5 separate regions of the Mus musculus genome follow, and regions 1, 3, 4 and 5 are each linked to region 2. Evidence: chromatin contacts called from public promoter capture Hi-C data. All regions are on one chromosome and are shown on one strand. The core of a region is the stretch at or near the end of the contact, and the rest is flanking DNA. Distances in the headings are between cores, read along the strand shown.

Evidence for each region. Promoter capture Hi-C pulls out the DNA fragments that hold promoters and counts their contacts.
Region 1: a promoter capture Hi-C map of liver shows a contact between it and region 2, with 5 times the contacts expected there. The contact joins the enhancer-like site here to the promoter of Tmem232 in region 2. A contact is called at or near these places in 10 of 39 promoter capture datasets (the 3T3-L1 cell line, 3T3-L1-derived adipocytes, the HPC-7 cell line and 7 more), 1 of 15 datasets of contacts at CTCF or cohesin (pro-B cells), 3 of 484 Hi-C or Micro-C datasets (B cells, cerebral cortex and uterus) and 1 of 9 other capture datasets (embryonic stem cells).
Region 3: a promoter capture Hi-C map of frontonasal cranial neural crest shows a contact between it and region 2, with 6 times the contacts expected there. The contact joins the promoter of 1110058D11Rik here to the promoter of Tmem232 in region 2. A contact is called at or near these places in 8 of 39 promoter capture datasets (the 3T3-L1 cell line, frontonasal cranial neural crest, hippocampal neurons and 3 more) and 1 of 484 Hi-C or Micro-C datasets (cerebral cortex).
Region 4: a contact with region 2 is called in a promoter capture Hi-C map of liver, with 3 times the contacts expected there. The contact joins the enhancer-like site here to the promoter of Tmem232 in region 2. A contact is called at or near these places in 12 of 39 promoter capture datasets (the 3T3-L1 cell line, the HPC-7 cell line, cranial neural crest and 8 more).
Region 5: a contact with region 2 is called in a promoter capture Hi-C map of embryonic stem cells, with 7 times the contacts expected there. The contact joins the enhancer-like site here to the promoter of Tmem232 in region 2. A contact is called at or near these places in 8 of 39 promoter capture datasets (the 3T3-L1 cell line, cranial neural crest, embryonic stem cells and 5 more) and 1 of 115 datasets of contacts at active chromatin or transcription factors (embryonic stem cells).

Annotation. Positions count from the first base shown.
Region 1 is chr17:64,497,057-64,501,707 of GRCm38.p6, reverse strand. No RefSeq gene overlaps it. Among named protein-coding and RNA genes, the nearest start is that of Gm35098, 29 kb to the left of the region's middle. Within about 2 kb of position 1,932, at least 2 of the 459 cell types and tissues checked have an H3K27ac peak or open chromatin away from gene starts, as enhancers often do. A contact at or near this core is called in liver, where this site is marked.
Region 2 is chr17:65,538,816-65,543,498 of GRCm38.p6, reverse strand. It overlaps Tmem232 (transmembrane protein 232), which reads left to right and starts at 2,717. Exons shown (of 15, transcript NM_001008973.2): 1 at 2,717-2,789.
Region 3 is chr17:64,048,454-64,052,836 of GRCm38.p6, reverse strand. 1110058D11Rik (RIKEN cDNA 1110058D11 gene) reads left to right here and starts at 2,165. Exons shown (of 2, transcript NR_130982.1): 1 at 2,165-2,267; 2 at 2,412-2,975. The region is part of intron 15 of Fer (fer (fms/fps related) protein kinase); the gene reads right to left.
Region 4 is chr17:64,464,997-64,469,256 of GRCm38.p6, reverse strand. No RefSeq gene overlaps it. Among named protein-coding and RNA genes, the nearest start is that of Mir6420, 26 kb to the right of the region's middle. Within about 2 kb of position 2,781, at least 3 of the 459 cell types and tissues checked have an H3K27ac peak or open chromatin away from gene starts, as enhancers often do. A contact at or near this core is called in liver, where this site is marked.
Region 5 is chr17:63,892,106-63,896,219 of GRCm38.p6, reverse strand. It overlaps Fer (fer (fms/fps related) protein kinase), which reads right to left. Exons shown (of 19, transcript NM_001037997.3): 2 at 1-202. The coding sequence starts at 143. Among named protein-coding and RNA genes, the nearest start is that of Fer, 30 kb to the right of the region's middle. Within about 2 kb of position 1,464, at least 9 of the 459 cell types and tissues checked have an H3K27ac peak or open chromatin away from gene starts, as enhancers often do. A contact at or near this core is called in embryonic stem cells, where this site is marked.

The sequences.
Region 1 (4,651 bases), core at 683-3,182, 1.0 Mb after region 2:
GTGCTAATTGATTGTACCGCCGAAGCTCCCAGATACATCTCAATGACTGCAAATCAATTTATTCTGGGCTGTCACCTTTAACACTCTCGATCTGGCAAATGATTTTTTTTTGGGGGGGGCTATACAATTTATAAGGACTACTTACTGTTGTTGTAAATGCTGAATTAAGCCCCTGGGAAAGATGGAGCAGAGAATTATGTGCCGATCTGTGTTGGTTAAGAATAAAACCATGCTTCTGTGATAATTCTTTGAAGAAACCCGTGGAATAGAGTTGGACTCCTGGAGAGGTTGAGTGACTAGACTTGGACTGTCAAGCAGCCACATGTACTGAGCTACCATCTGGACCTGGGGGCCATCTCCTGTCACAGATGTGGCCACAGGCACAGTACTGTATAATCACATTGGAGGAGTAGAGACAAGGCCAAGTCTAAATGGGCCTCAGAAACACATTCAAAATCCATGAGCATTGGGGTCTCCATGGCCCTATACCTTCTGTCTTAGTGCCCCTCCCTGGCCCTGTCCTACAGCCCTGCAGTAAACTAGCTGAGAAAGGAAATCCTTAGACATGACCTAAAGATGACTCTGTCGATGTTCTACCCCAGTACTGAGTGGTGCTGAGTGCCAGCCTTACCTGTGAGAGAGTAAATTAAAGTAGCCAGTGATTTCCACAGGATGGAACCCTCAAAAGGTTAGGGAGCACTCAGAGTTGTCTGTCTGTGGTCTCAGCTTTGAGGGAGGACCTCTCAAGTCTAGGAACTGGGAGACCAACCTATAATACCCTTTTGAAGGGAAAACAAAAAGCAAGCAACAACAATGTGACAGAGATATTATTCTTATTTTAATTATATATAATCAATTTATAGATAAATAATATATAACAATTATATATTCATATTATATTTAAATTAATATGAATATATTATATATTTACATTTATATATTATATTTTATATTATATATTTTATATAATATAAATATTCATAAAATATAATGTAACATGATGTTATATATTATATAATTTATATTGAAATGTATTTATAATTATAATAATATATACTTATAAATTATTGTTTAATGATTTCATGAAATAGTAATTTACTTAGTGATGATTAATAATGTATAATTAACTATAATATTATACAATTATTATTATTTTTATTATTATTATTTCCATATACAGAATTATGTTTTACATTCTAGAACTTAAGATTTCATCACAAATTCACCTTCATGCCTTGTTTCCTGATGGTTCCCCCCCCTTCTCTCTCTCTCTGACTTTTACCCTCTACCCACAAACCACCACAGCTTTTAGCCCATGATGGTTCTCCCAGTAGCTACCACTCCATCTAATAACATAACTTTTATCTCTCTTCAATGTCTTCTTCCTTATTTTTCCTTTCCATCTTGTTCTTTATACCTATTACCTCCTAAACAAGCATCCCTAAGCCCAGATGCTTACAGAGGAGAAGCAAATGGTGTCATAGCCTAATAGCAGACGGTTAACACAGCACATGGTTTTTATGTCCTTATAGCCATGGCAAAACCCATCTCTCTGTTGCTTTCCAAGCATGTTGGCAAATAATCACCAAGACTCACCTTGAGTAGCAAGAATAAAGACAGACAGATGAGAAGCATGACAAACTTTGAACAGGTACCACCGCGCAGCACCTTGAATGGGTGCCAGGAATGAGGGGCTGACAGAGTCAGATGTGACCACAGAAACTGAGACGTTATATTTTTATGTGAACTCTATGAGTCTGAATTTGGTCTCCCATTTGCTAACACGCTGTGCCAATTGGAAATTGCAGGAAGTTACCAGCCAGACAACAGCCTGCAACTCTGGTCTGCGATGCAAGCAATGGATCTTAGTGTGTCTGGGAGTGCTGAACATGCAGCCTCGCAGTGCCTTCTCGTTAATTATTTCTTACTTTTGGTTAAGCTTTTACAAATCTAAAATTGAATGTTATCGGATGCTACAGCTAGCAATGGAGAAAGAGAGCGGCTTCTTTGCTCTCTTTACTCTAGAGCCTGGTCTATCCTTTGCCGGTAGCGGAGACTCAAATACGTTTTGAGTTGTTGAAAGAGAACACATCAAGTGCACGTTAACAGATTAGTTGCACTTTGCTGTGCGATCAGAAGCAAGACTCCACCTAAGGCTAAGGTTAGGGAGTAGGAGACATGGTTTTGATGAAGAGGCTGGGTCCAGAGAGGTATTAAATGCTGCCCTCAGGAGGCGTAACGAGGCATCTCACTGATTTCAGCTATGGAGGTCAACAGAGAGCCCTGAGCCTTCAAGAGTCTTTGTAGCACAGTAAACCCTGTTTATTTGCTATCTGCTGCCCTGAGTCGCTGTGAGGCACAAAGGCTCTGTCTGCCTCTGTAAATACAGTGACATGACTGTCACTTCTCTATGCAACTTGCCAGAAACCTGCTGATTTGTGACCGTCACTTGATACATAGCATTAAATGGATACTCTGAGTGGAACCCTAATATACAAAGAATATTCTGCAGAAAGATATATATATATATATATATATATATATATATATATATATATATCCCTCCTAACTTCACAAGTTTGAAGAATTCTCAGAGTTGTATATGTTTTCAAGGAATAATATCAATAAAGTAGTTAGCTTCCAAGATCAAACCCACAGTGATTGTGTAATCACGCAGGCAGGTGGCCATGGGTCTACTGGTGTACACTACTGCTTTCTGATAAAATGAAGATATGAACTACGTTACATAAAAATGAAAGGCTCGTAGTTTGTTGACTACATACTGAGTCATGCTCCAATTATTTTTAAAGGGAGAACTTGTTAGTATTTTCTGTTAGATTAACATGCCAGACAACATCTGCTTAGTCTTTCTCTTTCTCTCTCTCTATTTAATGAAAATATTTTTTTAAAATTTGCCATATGTTGGATGATACATTTTAAGTCCATAATAATGATAACACTTTATTATGCATATACAAACCTGCTCTAAGTTAGAACAGCATTTAGAATAGGAAAAGCTCAGTGAATAAAACTGTAGTTCCGGAATGTCATTTTGTAGGACTTGGGATCTTATTTCTTTGAGATTGCCAGCACCCTACACTTCCCAACACACATTCTTTATTTTATAACGAGCAATGAAGAAATATTTAGCTGTGCATAGAATCAGGCAATTGTGCCTTACATATGAAGTTAGATAAAAATATTTCATATTCCATACAACCGTAATGCGATCTTACAAATTGTTCCATATAAGCTACAAAGCTTACCATAATTGGCAAATGTTTATAGAATAGTTGCTATGTGTTTGATTGTAGGCATTGGGACTATGTAAATAAGTATACAAAAAGAATCTGTTTGTCCCCAAGACTTAAATTCTAAACTATTATGATGTGAACATTTCCATTCTGCTGGGTTTTATGTGTTAGGTAAATGAAATAATAGATAACAGAATCGACTTATAGTCCCATGTGTTCATACTTATGGATATGATGCCTTTCAAATATACTCTCTGTTATTTTCTATGCCCCCTTAGCATCACATGTTGGCAAATTCTCCTGTCTTGGCGGTACAGATGAAGCAACTGGGTGATCTATTCCCACAGCCACTGTCCTAAGGACAGTTTAATCTCTTCCCGACTTTGGCAAACATGAGTTGTGAAAAATAACTGGAGAGGGTAGTGAAGGAGAGGAGGACAGAGGAAAGAGGATAAAGGAGGAGAGAGGAGAGAGGGGAAAGAAAGGAAACAGGAGAGAGGAAAGGAGGGAGCGGAGAGAGGAGAGGAGAGGAGAGGAGAGGAGAGGAGAGGAGAGGAGAGGAGAGGAGAGGAGAGGAGAGGAGAGGAGAGGAGAGAGAGGAGACAGAAAGGAGAGTATCAAGAGACAGAAGACAGGAGAGAGAGAGGAGGAGAGAGAGGGGAGAGAGGAGATACATAGGAGAGAGGAAAGAGAAAGGAGGGGGAGGAGACAGGAGACAGGAGAGGAGGGGAAGAGAGGAGATGAGGGGAGAGGAGAGGAGAGTGGACAAGAAGGGAGGGGAGAGGAGAGGAGATGAGGGGAAGGGAGAGGAGACAGGAGAGGAGATAAAGGGAGAGGGCATAGGAGAGGAAGCCCTGAATGCAGTCACATACTAGGAATCCCAGGAATAACTGAGGCTGAGGGGTGACAGCAGTCACCGACTGTACTTGATCCTCACTTCTGCTAAGTAATGAGATGACATTTCTCTCCAGTCCTTGGATTCATAAAAGGTTTCCTGAATTTCTTTGACTAGTGGAAGATAAACAGGAATAGCTCTGCTGCCGTGGCTGTGGCTCTTCAGCTGAAATGGATCCTTTCATAGCCAAAGCTCCAGTGTGGTTGAGACCAACAGAGAGTCCCTGACAGCCTATTCTGGAAGTACAGCATAGGCAAGCCACATGCTTGCACTCTGTCAAGCCTTTGCATTTGATGTTCCTTTGCCTACCACATCTCTAACTCTGTGTCTGTTAGTGCAGTCTCGCTTCCTCTACCCTCGGTTATGGATGTCAGGAATTTATCCCGATAGCTGTTTTTACGTTGTTATCATATGATTGCCTGCAATTGTGGCAACTCGAGAACAGGGAGAAAATATAGGCATGAACTTGTTCTGAGGTTGATATTTTTATTTATTTATTTAT
Region 2 (4,683 bases), core at 1,468-3,967:
CTTTCTCCTTTCTCCTTTTTCTCCTTTCTCCTTTCTCCTTTCTCCTTTCTCCTTTCTCCTTTCTCCTTTCTCCTTCTCCTTTCTCCTTCTCCTTTTTTTAAAGATTTATTTATTATTATATGTAAGTACACTGTAGCTGTCTTCAGACACTCCAGAAAAAGGCATCAACCACCATGTGGTTGCTGGGAATTGAACTCAGGACCTTCAGAAGATCAGTCAGTGCTCTTAACCGCTGAGCCATCTCACCAGCCCTATTCTTCTTCTTCTAAAGGAACATATCAATAAAATTATTCCTATTGGCGATCTGCTATACCAATAGATCAGTTCCTCAATCAGTCATCAATAAAGATATTTCTTTCTTTCATTTTTTTTTAAGATTTATTTATTTATCTTAAGCATACAAGTACACTGTAGCTGTTTTCAGATACACCAGAAGAGGGCATCTGATCCCATAACAGATGGTTGTGACCCACCATATGGTTGCTGGGAATTGAACTCAGGACCTCTGGAAGAGCAGTCAGTGCTCTTACCTGCTGAGCCATCTCTCCAGCCTTCTCTTTAGTAGATATTCCTTCTCTTTAGTAGATGAGAACAAACACAGAGACTCACTTCTGGACGGTGTGCTGAGTTGGAGCACTCAGTCTTCATCAAAGCACTCCCCTTTGAGGCCCAGGGAAGTACTCAGAAGAATAGGTGGACATTTGTAAGAGCCAGATGTGATGGGTGACTCCAAGGAAACTCTTCCAAACACAGCAGAACTGATGCACATATGAATTCACAGAGGTAACAGCAGTGGTTTCAAGCCAGAATGTACAGGTTTAAGCCAGGGGAGGTCCCACTCTTCTGAGAAGGGGAGGTGAAGATCCTTAACCAAGAAGTTATCTACAATTGATGCCTCATGTCCAGGAGAAAGCATTTCTCTCCAGCGGAGCCTGTCTGGGTGTATTAACTCCACTTCAAGGCAGACATGAGCCGGCACAAGCTCAGCAGGGTTTTGGTAGCCCTCTGATCTCATCTTGCTTTGGTTGGGCATTTTGTGTTTAGTGTTTTTTTTTTTTTTTTCTTGTTTATTTTGGTTTCTTTCTTTCCATCTTTCTTTCTTTCTCTCTCTCTCTCTCTCTCTCTCTCTCTCTCTCTCTCTCTCTCTCTCTCCCTTCCTTCCTTCCTTCCTTCCTTCCTTCCTTTCTTTCTTTTTTTTTTCAAGACAGGGTTTCTCTGTGTAGCTCTGGCTGTCCTGGAACTAACTCTGTAGACCAGGCTGGCCTCGAACTCAGAAATTCACCTGCCTCTGCCTCCCAAGTGCTGTTTTGCTTGTGTGCTTTCTTTTCTCTTTTCTTCTTCTTCTTCTTCTTCTTCTTCTTCTTCTTCTTCTTCTTCTTCTTCTTCTTCTTCTTCTTCCTCCTCCTCCTCCTCCTCCTCCTCCTCCCCCTCTTCCGTTCTTCTAGTTTTTTTTAACTTTAAATTTTTTTTTTTTTTATATTTTACCATTCTATTGATCTACCTGTCTGTCGCTGTACCAGTACCATGCAGTTTTTATCACGATTGCTCTGTAGTATAGCTTGAGGTCAGGCATGGTGATTCCACCAGAGGTTCTTTTATCCTTGAGAAGAGTTTTTGCTATCCTAGGTTTTTTGTTATTCCAGATGAATTTGCAGATGAATTTCCAGATGAATTTCTAATTCGTTGAAGAATTGAGTTGGAATTTTGATGGGGATTGCATTGAATCTGTAGATTGCTTTTGGCAAGATAGCCATTTTTACAATGTTGATCCTGCCAATCCATGAGCACGGGAGATCTTTCCATCTTCTGAGATCTTTAATTTCTTTCTTCAGAGACTTGAAGTTCTTATTTAAAGAGAGAGAAAGGAACATACAGTTGGGTGGGTAGGTACGGAGATGGGGGGATCTGGGAGGAATTTGGGGATGGAAATACATGAATCAGAATATATTGTATGAAATAATGTTTTTTAGTTAAAAAAAACTATGCTTCACCCTCTCCAAAAGGAGGGGGGGGGAGAGAGAGAGAGAGAATACAAAAGACCTATTTGATAACCTTAGTTCATGCTAACGTTATAGTTTCCACTATGAGTCTCTTTTTTGAAGCACCCAATTATTTTTAGGAAATTTATGTCATAGGAAGATGTACGTACACTGGTTTCCCCATGTAACTAAAAATGTTTTCCGTCAGTACTTCCAGGTGTGAACATTTGTAAAAACCCAATCTTTCCTTTGTTAGTCGGCACAGGTAATCTTACAGGATGTTTTTAAGGCATTGAATTTAAACTCGCCCCCTTGTGGTTAGTATGTGTCAAAACACCCTGGGTATTTGGTGACTCGTATTTGGTTGCTGTGACAGTCTCCAGATTTTCTACAGAAAGAAATTTGCCAATAGCAACTTCTTCCAAAGATATACGGTCTAACAGGGCGTTAGGCATGGAGGACGTGCTGACTGCTGCCAAGGCGTTTTTGCGGCTGCTGGCAGCTACACACAGTACACAAGGAAGTCACGCGGAGTCACAGCTGTGAGCTTTTCGGTCGTCTTAAGCCAACGAAGGTTTTTTGTTTTTTGTTTTTGTTTTTGTTTTTTGTTTGTTTATTCGTTTGCTTGCTTGTTTGGATTTATTGCTTATAATCTGAGTACACGCGAGGTGCGGGTGGGGTAGGGCTGGTGGAATGACAGCTTGTGATTGGCTAAACCCTTGAGACAGTTAAAGGTCAGCCAGCGGGCTCCAAGAGCGACTTACACAGCATCCTTAGCAACCAGCTGGAGAGCCTGGCGGGAGCGCTGGGGTGAGTAATTGTAGCCCCTATTGTCGGTGACTTGGGGAACTAGGATTACGGTCCTATCCTTTAGTAACCCAGACCACAAAAGACCCAAATGTAGGTTGAACTTCACCCCCTCAGAGTCCCAAAAGCCCCGTCTCGAAGTTGAAGAGACTTCTAGTCATTGGGAAACTCCAGACCTATTTACCAGTTTTACAGTATCAGGCTCCAAATTAGAGTCTGTGCCCTGCAACTTCCGCTAGCTCCTTTGATAGAGGCAGTGTTTTGGGGAGAGTATAGAAGGTGGGGGAGCTCTGATAACTGTTCTAGGGCTTTGCTGATCAGTGTTCATGGTCCCCAGCAACTCAGTTCTTCCCCCACCCCGTCTTCCGTCTTCTTACCATCTCCCCATTCTCCTCGTACACGTACACTTTTGGATTTTCAAAGAGAAAATTCCAACATAAAGATTAGTACACGGAAAGGGCAAAGAATAGATGAAAACAAAACAAAAACTCACAAATAACCTAGAAAATAATGGCAAAGTTATCACTCAGGAAGCATTCCTGGAGGTAGGGAAGAGTTGGGTAGAAGTCTATAATTAAAGTTCATCTGATCGATGCCGTCTTCTCTGTTGTCTCTGGTCAGATTCTTTAGAGTTGTAGTTTAAACCTGGTGTTCCCTGATGCAAGCTACATGTCCAAAGGCTTGGTTTAATTTTTATATGACCTAGTTCTCAGAAGTCGCCTTTGAAGTCACATATTCTGAAGCTTGTTTTAATTGAAGCTTTAAAAAGCTGTCCAGAGATTAATAATAACTTTCTAGAAAGAAAAACACACAAACTGCCAAGCAACCAGGCATTTTGTTGGAGCTATTTCAATACGTGCTATGTCTCAGAAATGTTTTGATTTCTCATGTAAGGCTTCAAGGTAAGTGCTAGATTTCCATTTTGCTGATAACTATTGAACATTCCCCAAAATGTATCATTCATATAATTCCAGGAAGTAGTGTTCTAAAAAGTTGCTCTTGTCAATAAATTTGGAGAAAATTACATACATATCACATTATCTGTCATTCAAGATTCATTATATATGCACATATACTAATAACCCCCTAAATCTTACAGCATGTCAGTCTACACAAATTTGTTCCACACTGCACTTTTGGGAATTACTGTTTTAAATTAACCACACTGTTGTTTCCTCCTCCTCCTCCTCCTCCTCCTCCTCCTCCTCCTTCTCTTCCTCTTCCTCTTCTTCCTCTGGGTTCATTTCTTCAAATATTTCTGGTTGATTCAGTTTAAGTCCCCACTCCCTCAAATCTTTTCAAAACAACTTCAGCAAGTTAATGAATTATTCTACCCCCACTACTTTGTATTCCATTTCAGCAGTAACATAAACAATTTGCTAACTGTTTAGGACTATTGGTTTCCTGCAGTAACCTAGCAGGTACTTTGTTGAAACTATGATTCTAACATGGTATCTAGCATCTTGCAAAGGCTCTATAATAACTATTTGAATAACTAGAAGTAATCATTAATTTCCCCCTTTATAATGCCTGTCTTGTAGAAGACCAGATGCTTTTAACAGCAGCCCCCTAAATGCAAACCGTGGCCATTTGGTGATGGGAGATGGTTTTTGTGTAGAATAGGTTTGAGTGGAGAGGTGATGGCCTTGGGTAGACCAGGGGACAGGGATCTGTGAATAGCTCAGATTGCTCATTTGTGATTTTTAAATAGAAATCCCAGATTAAGAGCAGCGTTTGAGGTCTGAGAGGGGGAAAGCAACATGTATGGTTTTCTAAGTATCTGTCTACAAGTTGGGAGTCCAAAAACACTCTGAAAAAATAAATTTAGATTTCAAGAGAAGTCAGACTGGAGGTAGAGGCCTGGGATGGGGGTGTCATTAGTCTGTTATACACTTGA
Region 3 (4,383 bases), core at 916-3,415, 1.5 Mb after region 2:
GGCACAAAGATGCCACAATTTCCTCCTAGTATTTTAATTAAGGTTACCAATGTATGCTGCACCACACTCAGGGAGATCCTTGACTGCATATAGGCAGCAGGCTCTGGTTCGGTGTGCCAAAGTGAGAGGAGACGAAGAGTTCTCAGACAGTTAGTTTATATCTATTTACAATTCAACCTCAACAAGTTCAATGCTTTGTAAACAGTAACAGATTTCAGAAGAGCATGAATCATCTATCATGAATTATCTGGGCACACAGGAACCTAATAGCCCAGTGAACTAAAAATATAATCCATATTTCAGGTTACATGCCTAGGTTACTTTTCTACTGCTTCGATAAAACACCATGACCAAAAGCAACTTGGGGAAGAAAGGGTTTATTTGGCTTACACATCCTGAATCAGAGTCCACAGAGGGAAACCAAGGTAGGAACTGAAACAGGGCAGGAGGCTGGAGGCAGAAGCCAATGCAGAAGTCATGGAGGGGTGCCACTTACTGGCTTGCCATTCATTTTGCTTAGCCTGCTTTATTGTAAAACCCAATACAACCCACCCATGAGTGGCCCCACCCACAATCAGTAATTAAGGAAATGCCCTGCAGCTGGAGCTTACGGGGACATTTTCTCAACTGAGGATGCCTCCTCTCAGATGACTACAGCTTGTGCCACACTGACATGAAACTAGCCCAGCACATTATGCTTACTATTTAAGCAATAGTAACGACCAGAGTCTCGAGTGTGTCCAGCTGCTGCCACACTGTTTGCACGTATCATTTCGTTTACTTACAAAGTGGTACACTGTGAGCAGTAAAGTGGGAACTACGAGCCATGTGCAGCTCCAAGTCAGAGCAGCCACGTTTCCACAGGCAACACTCACCCACAGTGCACCACGTTCTGAGTGACAGTATGAGTGCATCTCAAGTGCTCCGAGGACTTCAGAGTGTCAGTGGTGAAAGCTGAGGACCCTCCGGTGTTTTGAGAGGGATTGAGTCCCCAAAGGACTATAGTTTTCTTTAAAAACAAAAATATCCTTACTCCACAATCACATAACCTGGGGTGAAAGACCTCTGATCAAAGGAAAAACTGCAAGATCAGAAGAATATAATTTCTGGTATTCTTACTCATAAATAGTGGAATTCCCTTGTCTTTCACAAAACCACTCAGAATGAGCCAGGTCATCTTATTAATAAGGAATGAAATCTCCATTTAGCTCAAAACTTCATATGAGGCTTGCTTGCCACTCATAAACTCATACCTTATATGTACTTATGTTTACTCAAAATATTGTCAAGGCTTTGAGAAACACAAGCCTCATAGGCTGCCATGATCTAGTCTAGAGATCTCTAAAGTTAGGATGTAATTATTATTGATATTTTTCTTCTAAGGGTAAGTTTTTTAAAAAAAATTAATCTTTTTTATACCTTATCTATTTAGATATTCAAGAGTAGAATTTAGTCACAAATATGACAGAAAATATAAATATACAACTCTTTTGTTGAAATATTCTTCATTATCAAGTAAAACAAACATAATATGTAACTGCTGAGAATAAAAGAAAAATTTCTATTATATAATATGTTATTATATGTATGTTTTACATATACATATATACAATAAGATATCTCTTAAAGAGAAGCATGTTGCAGTCGGCAAAGCTGGAAGGACGGCGCCACCGAAGGCCTTTGACATCAGACATGGCACTACAGCAGTTTCCCTGCTGAGATGTGACCTTGCTTTGGAGCCAGCATTTCCTCACTGTGCCCTGTTTCCTCCCCTTCCAGAAGCTGTACGCTCTGTGCCAGGGTGAGTGACAAGGATGTAGTTCAGTTTTTGACTTTACAGGTGGCTACAACTAAGAGACTGACTCTCAGATGAGACTTGGGACTTTTAAACAGTGTTGAAGCTGTCAAAGACTCAAGGGAACTTCTGATGCTGGACTGAATGTGTTTTGCATTATGATATCACTACAAGCCTGTGGGGTCAGGGAGTGGAACATGGTAGCTAGAATGAGAATGGCCCTCACAGACTAATTTGAATGCTTGGTTTTAAATTAGAGGTACTGCTTGGGAAGGAGTAGGAAGCTGACCTTGTTAGAGGAGCTGAGTCACTAGGGGAGGGCTTTAAGGTTTGAAAACCCTATAACATTTCTGGTTACTTCTCTCTTCTCTCTCTGCCTCCTGCTGTGGGTCAGAGAGATATAAGCTCTCAAGTACTGCTCCAGTGTCCTGCCCACCACCATGCCTACACCTTTGGAACTGTGAGCCCCAAGGTAAGTGCTTTCATTTACTTAAGAATAAAATCTCTATGACATTTTGCCAAGTAACAACAAAATACCAAAGGCAAGAAAGAGCTTAAAGAAAGTTGTCATTGATATTTAAAAAGTTGAAAGAATCATATGTTCCCTATTATACAGTGCAAACACAAAATCTCATGGAAACCCTTTGAGAGATCTACTCTCCAGGAAGGGAGACCACGCCAAGAGAGAACAGCATCCAGGACTGAAAACAGGCGTCCCCTGTGCCCCTAAGTGACTTCCAATGGTAAGACAGCCATCACTCTACTACCTAAAACACACTGCACTGGGAAGACAAGCCAACTGTTCCCACCCGACTTGCAGGCTGCAGATTTTCCCATCCTGTGTGCCCTTCCAGTCTTGTTCCCAGCAGGCCTCTGCTTAGCTGCTGCTGTTGCTGCTGCTGCTGCTGCTGCTCCTTCTCTTCCTCCTCCTCAACACAAAGGTCCTTTGTGCACCTCACACATATTGTGCACATGGCAGCTATGTGCTTCCTGGCTCTGTCAGAGAAGAGAACATTTACTCTTCCAGTCTTAAGGTAAATGCCATCTTCTCCCAGCAGTCTCCGAGGCCCTGAAACAGGCACCTGCCATCAGTGGCTCTCCCAGAGGCTCTTTCAGTTTTTTTTTGGTTTTTTTGTTTTTTGTTTTTCAAGTAAAATTTAGGTAATAAATGTGTGATTGCTAAAGTGTCTGCTCACTGTTTATCATTTAAGAAACTAGCTCAAATCTGAGAATAACAGATTCATTCATAAAGGGTGGAAATTCATTTTAAAAAGAGTACATTACTGAACATCAAAGTTATTTAAATACAGGATGATACAAGAATTTCAAATAAAAAACTATCACTGTATTTCTTGGGTTTGTCTTTAATTAAAACTGACTGGCTTTGATTAAATACTGTGCTGTGAACATAGAATATTATAAAAAGGATAATAAACCCCATTGCATTGTATTCCCACTAGTTACAAAGAAAGTGAAATAATGACTTTTGACAGATGTAAATAATTTCAATGATAATTTAAACTACTGTCATGTATTGTCTGTACAAATTTCTTTCTTTTCTTTTTTAAGCATGTTTGGAGATGTAAGAAGCGCTCCACAAAGCCTCGAATTAGGGGTTTATCCTGTGTCAAACAGCAGAACACTGCAAGTACTAACTGTAGACTGTGGGAGGAGATCTTCCTTAATTTACAAGTTAACAGAAAAATACAAATTCATGTACTTGTGCATAGCAAATGGTACTTTAAAGATAAAGTCACTTAGAAGTCTTTTCCAACAATCTGGAAAACACAGCCTCACAGACATTAGCACACAGAGAAGAGACAAAGAAGCCTGCAGTCAGCACTGGCTGGGCCACCTTATGCACATCTCTCTTGTGTCTCACAGTCTTCTCTTTAATCACCTCTTTCAATGTTTTTACTTTGAAGAGACTTTTCTAAGTTTAGCATACAAAACCAGGCCAACTTAATCCCAGGTAAAGACTTCATCTTGTAAGGGTTTACTAGGCCCTCCACCTCAGGCACAGCTGTGTCAGGAATTGACACACACATGTATAAATAGGAACAGTGGCAACCCACTTGAGTTCTACAGTAGGACAAATGAAGACCAATAAAGACAATGATATCGTCACAGGTGCAAAGTGTTCTTATTCTCATGGTTTCTGTACTGGCTAGTTTTGTGTCAACTTGACACAGGCTGGCGTTATCACAGAGAAAGGAGCCTCCCTTGAGGAAATGCCTCCATGAGATCCAGCTGTCAGGCATTTTCTCAATTTGTGATCAAGCAGGGATGGCCCCTTTTGGGTGGTGCCATCTCTGGGCTGGTAGTCCTGGATTCTATAAGAAAGCAAGCTGAGTAAGCCAGTAAGTAACATCTCTCCATGGCCTCTGCATTTGCTCCTGCTTCCTGACCTGCTTGAATTCCAGTCCTGACTTCTTTTAGTCTTAGTCAGGGTTTCTATTCCTGCACAAACATCATGACCAAGAAGCAAGTTGGGGAGGAAAAGGTTTTTTCGGCTTACACTTCCATACTGCTGTTCATCACCAAGGAAGTCAGGACTGGAACTCAAGCAGGTCAGGAAGCAGGAACTG
Region 4 (4,260 bases), core at 1,532-4,031, 1.1 Mb after region 2:
TTGTGCATCTGATTTCAAAGCTGAAGGTGAAATCCTCTGAATGTGGAACAGAGACGCCTTGGAGCTTCTCCGGGCTTCGTGGCCAGCGGGGTCAGATCCTGTGACGGTGACAGGAACGTGAGTGAGATGATACAGAGATGGAAAAAGAGGCAACAAGGAGCAGGAGATGTGGAAGGTAAAGGGGTGGGCAGGCTGTGGGCAGCCCTGGAAGATTTTAGCTTGGGTAAGAACAGCATGGCTGAGGGAAATGGCACCGCCAGAGTGAGCTGTCAAAGCAGGGCATCCTCACAGGACGGGAACTGTCTGTGATGCGTGTACATTTGTTTCACACAAGGAGCACAAAACCACTGAGATCGACTGATCCGAATTATCGGGATCAGAATTGCCGTTTGCCACTAATTCCTGGAGTGACCTTGGGAAGGGCGTTCATTCATTTCCTCTAGGCTTCCACAAAAAGGCAGGGCTTTGTTTTGTCTTCACAAGACATCTTTTAGATTATTTTTTTAATTTGTAGGTAGCATCCAACTTTAAATATTGATAACAGGAATTACTGGATCCCCATAGCATACTTCCTTGACAGTTCTGCATTTGATAAAATTTACTGTGGTAGGATTTAGATTGTTTTGTTTCTTAGCATAGAAACCTGGATTGTACACTATACGCATGCTCTCTCTCATTAGTCATTTATATACCAAATAAATTGCAAACTACCTACATCCATAAGCCTAATTGTGTATGGAAATCATTACCTGGGGCTCACACTGAGCTACATTTTGTGGATAATTTTACCCCCTGTGTAGCCATTTCAAGATGAGTGGCATATTTACCTCTCCCAGGAAGAAAAAAAGACTCTGTCACCAAATATTTACAGAGAAACTAAATGTTCCAACAGCAGCTTCGAGAGCCAGTGTTTAACTCTAAGTTGTTCTCCCTGTTGTCTCGGCTCATCAGTTCATCATTATAACCTGGTCTGAAAACAAAACTCTAAACACTTACAACTCAAGAACGATCCACACAGCTGGCTTTGGAAACTTACCTGCTGCTTCCAGCAAGGCTACAGTGCATAGCTTCTTTTGGAAGTCATTTCTCTCTTCTCAGAGACAGTTGCCACTACTGCTTCTACCTGGGATTGTCTTCACATATTTATAACCACTGTTTTCTGGCAGTGAGAGGAAGCATGGATCTTTCAAAGCAACATACAACATACATACAACATACAACAAAGCAGCAGCAGCAGCATCACCACATACACACACACACACACACACACACACACGTAAAGAAACGAAGGCATCCATTTTCATAGAAGCCATTTTACTAGGTATTAAAAGGAGGTAAGAAACGAGGTTCTGATTCTCAACACTAAAAGCTGCAGGACAATGAGACATATTTGTCTTATTCATGACCTGGCCTAATGCAGCTGCACGACCAGAGCTCAGTTACCGAGTCGTCAGCTTTTGGACGCAGGCCGTATGAGATGCGTGAGCTCACCTGTAAGAACCACTTTCACGGACTCTGCACTAATAGAAATTGCCCTCTTCTGTTGTCCATTGTCTGTGGGCAGTCTGGGGCGGCGGGGGGGGGGGGGGAGGGGGGGGAGGTGTCCAGCTGATGAATACTTGCATCACTGAGAGTTTTTAGGAGCTAAGTTTGTCAACCGTTCAGGTGCACAAGTATGAAGATTCGCTAATTAGAGCGGGGAGCTGAGATGGGAAGTCGACCCTGACTAATGTGTACTGTGTAATTCGGTGCCAGATATTTTACCTACACTAGTCTGTTTAATTGCCCTAACAATCAGGTGAGGTTAAATTACCCCCCTCAAGGCAGAAGACTCCGAGGCTGGAAGAAGAGCTCGCCACCATGTCCAAGATTGCTCAGTTTCTGTAACTACACAGCCAGGGTCCCGCTTTATCCCTCCACCTTTCTGTGCCTGATGCTGCGCGGGAAGGAGATGTGTTAACAGCAGGAGCACCCAGGACCCCAGCAGTGAATGCTGATTCTGTTAGTTACTATTTTGCCAACAGGCAGGAGCAGGTAAGGAAGGCAAAACCACAGTGCGGCTCCCAAGCTGTGACTGGGGGCAGAGTAGTTCCGAAGCCCAAACAGGCACACAGCCAAAGCCGGGGCTTGCAACTAGGATTCTTGCCAGAGACAACTGGACTCACTGGGATCCCTGGGGCCCACGACTGATTTGGGAAACAAAACAAACAAGCAAACAAACTACAGTTGAGTTGTTCTCAGGTAAGTCCCATTGGAGGGAAGCCCAGTAAACAGAACCCAGTTTGAAGAGCTGAGCGAAATCATAGTTGAAAGCACCGCCCAGATTGCCGGAGGCTCTCACCACATGGATCCGGCGCACACGGGTGCGGGGATTGTGTAATCCTTTGCTCCTGGTGTCTGGGATGACATTGCTTGCTTGCTTCATGTTATTCTGAGTAATTGCCTTTTAACTTGAGGGTCAGGGTAAGAATTCATTCTGCTCTTATACCCTTAGTACAGGCCTCTACTTAATAACTGTGTGTGTGTGTGTGTGGGGGGGGGGGTGAATCAATATTCCTAGTATGTCTTGTTTATACTGGAATTTTAATTAAGCGGCCAATAGAAAATCAGAGTGGAGCTCTGTAATCTTACTGACCCTCATTCCTACCTGCCTCTCCATCTATCCCCGGGACATGAAACTCAGCTCTTGCATTTAGTGTTGGTTGGTGTTTGTTATCACAGTAGCCACTGAGAACAGCTCCCCGTTCCATTCCTGGTTTGCAGCCCTGTCCGCAGGCACACCCCTGTGATCAGCACAGGCCATCTCTGGAGGTCAGGAGTCCAAAATGAAGCTGAGACCTTTCAAAGTTTGCACAAGCATTTCTTTTTATGTATTCTGTAAGCCAGAAGTTCGTACTTTTAAAGGGAAAAAAACCCAAAAAACAAAAAAACCCACGTATGTGTGTATGTATGTACGTGAGTGTCACCCCAGGGCAAATCTAATTTATAACCAGCTACTACTTACAAGATGGCTTTGCTCATACTACAAGCTTCTGTTAAGACAAAATCCATCAGGGAGCAGCAGCCAGCACAGGCTCAGTGTTCCTTGCACCTTCCTTAACTAAGAAAATCCATCATGCAGCCTGCCACTTTCCACCTGAATAAAACAGGATTCTTTTTCCCCCGCTCAGTTCTAAATAGGACCTAGCACTCAGGCTTCTCCAAGTCACCACTGAAAAACTTGATGCTCCTCTGACCTCCTGTTTGCTGCCATCTTTCCAATTTTAATATTTAAATGTCCAATTTCCTTTTTAACTTAATAATTCTATTTTTTGAGAACTTTGTACATAAGCACTGTACCCATATCACTTTTGCCTTTTCCTTTCCCTGCTCCAACTCCTTCATATCCCCCTTCCAAATCTGTGTTCCCTTCTTTTTTATTATTATATGTATATACACCTACTTAGTCCAAATGGACTTTCCTCCTGTGTACATGTATCCAGGCCTAACCACATGAGATTGGACAGCCTCTGTGGGAGCTAACCCTTGGTTGAGCCTGGTATTCTTTCTCTCTCTCCCCCTCCCCCTCCCCCTCTCTCTCTGCAATCATTAATTGCCTATGGCCCTTCATCTAGGAATGAGGCCCTGCAGAATTTCTTCTGTCTATTTAGCATGCAAACTGGTGTGTCATTGTTAAATTTCCTGGATACAGTTTCTCTGTCATATACAGAAGATGCTATTGCATAGCAGATGCCCTGGCCTTCAGGGTCTTGCAATAGTTCCATCTCTGTCAGTGATTTTTTTTTTCTGGCCCTTGAGAGTAGGGCTTGCATTGCAGATCTATCACTGGGCTTGGACACCCCCTTGATGCTCATTCTATGCATTTTGGCCAGCTGGGGACTTCTTTAACAGTTTCCACCTGTTCCAAATGGATACATCTTTGATATAGGGGTGAGAGTTACACTTAGCTGTGGGCATAGGATAAATATTTAGAATACAGGTAGAAATTATATTGGTTTAGAAAAAATGACTGTAGCAAACTTTCTTCTTGGCCTCTGACCTCTGCCGCCACAGGTAGAATCTACATTACCAGGCAGGAGTCCCCTCTTGTGAAGTGGGTCTTCACTTCCAATCAGGTAGCTGTCAGAGAACCCAGAACAAATGTGCGTTTTTCGAGCTCACATACCAGAGACAGAATTCAGCAAAATAACAAAAGAGAGGAGGATTTTCCTCGGTTCTTTGCAACCGTTTCCTCAATAAACAAGCCAAGTTTTTCTGGTT
Region 5 (4,114 bases), core at 215-2,714, 1.6 Mb after region 2:
TTCTGTAGAGTATATGCATATTCTTTATCACTCTTTATTCTCAGAGCCATAAATTTCTTCACTGTCTCCAGCAACCGTAGTTCCCAGTCTTGCAACTTTAACACAGCTTCCTGTGAGTTCTTCAGGTCACTCCCAAATCCCATTTTGTAAGATATAGCTTATCCTCCACACTGTGCACGTGAGCCTGCTAGTCAGCACATATCTGTGAACACAGACGTGAGTCAGTTAGAAGGAAGTTTATCCTCCAGTCAAAAGGATGGCCCACTGGGTTGTTGGGTTGGTTGGTTGGTTGGTTGGTTGGTTGGTTTGTTTAACTTGGAATACTGCTTTATTTCTCAAATTTGGAAGTGATTTTCTTCATTGTGAACAAACCTGAGCAGTATATAATTCATCAAAATTGTTTTTAGAGGAAATACAATGTAAAATAAAGTACATCAAATTATTTAAATCAATTCATATATTTATCTTAAATCCTGTAATTATTTTTTAATCAAATTAATATGACACCAACACATATTCCAAATGTATGTTTTTGTTGTTGAGTCACAAAATACAAATTGCATTTCAGAGTTAGGTAATAGAATTTGGGAAATTAACTGATTATGTTTCCCAGGGTCCAGCTTCGACAAGAGTCAGGGGTCATCAAGGACTAGGGATACCTGGTAGGTGAATAAGAAAACGTACAATTGACATACAATACTGACAGGCTGTTCTTTTTTGACATGGGAGCCCTTGAACTCGGAAGTCAGGGGGTTCACCTAGACTTGACTCAGCCCCAGTCTTTTATTGAAATCATACAAGGAAGTTGGAATCCCAAAGTTCACAGAGGGTGGGTAAATGCTTCTCTATTTTCCTGTGCCAACATTTTCTAATGACACAGAGTAGTACAGATTTAGAACAGAAAAAAGGGAACTATACAATCTCAAACATAAAAGTTTTATAGCAAGCACAATTTTTTTTGTATCTCCCAACCCCCAGTCTCTGGTGAGGTTGGGGACAGCAGTATTGGGGTTACAAAGTCAGTATCTCAGACATGTATGAGACAGTATGGTTTCATAAAAGGACAAACATGAGATCATACTGCTAACCCTTCAGTCTTTGGATCTGCAATCTAGATCAAACATCCAGGACCCCATCTGTCTGTCTACAAAAACAGCCTCACTTAATCCTACGGGGCTGCCACCATCATCCCTGAACCCGAGTGTTGTGGATAGCCCTGGGGCTAATTATATTTGATGTTAAATCTGTTCTCCTCCTGTGAGTGGCTGCAAAGAAGGAATGAGTCAGCACTCAGGTGATTTCCTGCTTCCTACCTTAATTTGTAAAATAAAGGAGAGCTGATGATTGGGCAGATAAAAAGGGAAGGTGGAGCAGAAGGTAGGAGAGAGAAGGAGGAGAAATGGAAGAGGATGCAGAGGAGGAAGAAAAGAGGAGCAGAAGCACATTGCCTGGAGAAACTGCAAGTTCTAAGGAGTCCGATAGATGGAGAAGATGGTAGTATAGCGGTAGATCTGCCCAATCTAGGCACACAGCATATATTAACTGTGTTGTGTTTTCATTGCTAGGGCATATTTGGAAAGAGATTTACCACAACCCCCGAGGAACCCATTGCTGACTTTCTGGGAAATATCTGTATATTATTCCAACCTCAATTTTATGATAAAACTATCCTATTTTTATTATACAGAATTGACACTAAGGCTGGGTGAACAGCTGCAGACTTACTCATCTCTGCCTGTGACTCTAGGTTACTTGTATTATTGAATGACTATAACATACATTTCTCGTGAACTCATGAACAGCCTTCACTTTAATACTATTGGTAACATCTAGCTTCTGGATATCAAGCGGGCTCCTACTATGTCTTGCCAGGTCACCAAATACCGGCTTAATCAAGGAAGGAAGAGAGAGAAAGAACAGTAAATAGATAAAAAAAAAAAAAAATGGTAAGTACTAAGAATAATTGCAGAAATGACATCATGAGGTGCTTGCACCAAAGAAGCAACCTTGGGACCTCTCTGAACTCATACTGGGGCCCACAAGAGACCATAGCCTCATGCTCTGAAACATGGTACCCCAGGCAAGTTTTTCTCCCTTGTCATCAAGGGTCCCAGGCATCTCAAGTTTAAAGTGGGGTGTCTCCAACGTATATTGACATTACAAAAAATCCAAAAGTATTAATTTGTTTAAAAGTAAACATGTTGGGGCTAGAAGAACTAGCCCAAACACCTGGGAGCTCCCAGAGACTGAGCCACCAACCAGGCCAAGGCCCCCAACACAAATACACCAGAGGACAGCCTGGTCTGACCTCAGTGGGAGAAGACACGTCTAATCCTCAAGAGACTTAGGTCCCAGGGAGTGGGGAGGCCTGGTTGGAAGGGGCACCCTCTTGGAGACAGTGGGGAGGAAAAATGGGATGATGTCTTCTCCCAAAGGTCAGGAAGAACCTGAGGATGTGCACTGCACTGATGTTCTACTAGAGGCTCTAGACATTGGACTGGTAGAGTAAAATAAAAGACATTTGGGATAGGGGGCTTGTGAGATGGCGCTTAGAATGTACAATGCTCTTCCTAAAGACCCAAGTTCATTTCTTAGTGAGGTATGGCACACGACAGCCTGTACTCCAGCTCCAGGGCATCTGACACCTCTGACTCCTCAGATACCTGTGTTCACATGTACATACCCACACATGCACATATAACTAAAACTAAAACTAATCAGACCAGACAAGGAAGAAGTGAAATGATTTCCATTTGCAGAGGATACCACTTCACAAACAGAGACCCAAATGAAGGCTTGAGCAAGTGTTAGAATTGAGTGTTATATTACCAAGTACTACAGACAAGGAGCAGATGTCCTCCATGGGCTCCTATGTTAAAAACCTGCTCCCCAGCTAATGATGCTACTTGGAAAACTCTAGATGATGGAGCCTAGGTAGGCAAAGTAGGTCATTGGAATGTGCTTTTAAAGATAATAGCTTATTCCTGGTTCTTTATCTCTGATTCCTGGTTTCCAAGGTGAGCAGCTTCTACAAAACACTCCTACTATGATATACTTATTCTCTTACCATGAGCTTAGAAACAGAGCCAAAGGACAATGGAAGGAACTCATTGAAAGCATGAGCCAAAATAAATGCTTCTCTCCTTAAGTGGCTTTGTTCACATATTCAGTCACACCAGCACGGCGTTAACATACATACCACAATCAGTGTTAAAAAGTCAGCTAAATGTCTACATACCAGAAAAATCAAACCAAAAATTGTTAAAAAATCAATTCCATTTACAGAAACATGAATAAAAGAATAAGACACTCGGGAAGAAATCTTTCTTAAAACCAAACATGTGTTCTTCAAACTAAAAAGCCAAAATTATAAATAAGCTCCTCAAAGACTCAGGTTCAAAGGTAGAAGAATTAATGTGTTAATAAGGCAAGATCCTCCCATTTGATCTATACATTTGACATTATCTGTATTGAAAACACCTTGTACATCGAAGAAATTAAGACACAAAAGACCACATATTGTATAATTCTATTCACATGACATGTCTAAAAATAGTCCAACTAGAGCTACAGGACAGATGTGTGGTTTTCTAGGGCTAATGAATTTGGAGAGAAATGGGGAATGATCTCTGAGAAGGATTAGATTTTCTTCTGTGGTGATGGAAGTATTCTGAAACTGGTCGTGATGGCAGCACAACTCTGAGAGTGGATGAAACAACTAAACTGCACAATTCCATCAGGTGAATCCTTTAGTATGTGAATGTTACATTAGCTATGGCTTGATACCTCCCTCAAGGCTGCATGTGCTGGGATTTAACCCCCTGGGAGAGGTAACAAGAGTGGGGAAAGTTATTCCCACTGTGGTACTTACCAGAAAGATCTCTGGGAGATGATCAGGATGAAGTAAGTTGTTAGCAGGGAGCCTCATCATTGAATCCTGGTAGCTTTATAAGAAGCAGACAACCCTGAAAGTCTTCTCTGCCTGACTGCTTGTCTTTCTGTATATGTCTCTGTCTCTCTGTGTCTCTCCATCTCTATCTCTCTGTCTGTGTGTTTGTCTCTGTGTGTGTCTGTGTGAGGATGTTTCTCTGTCTCTGTCACACACACACACACA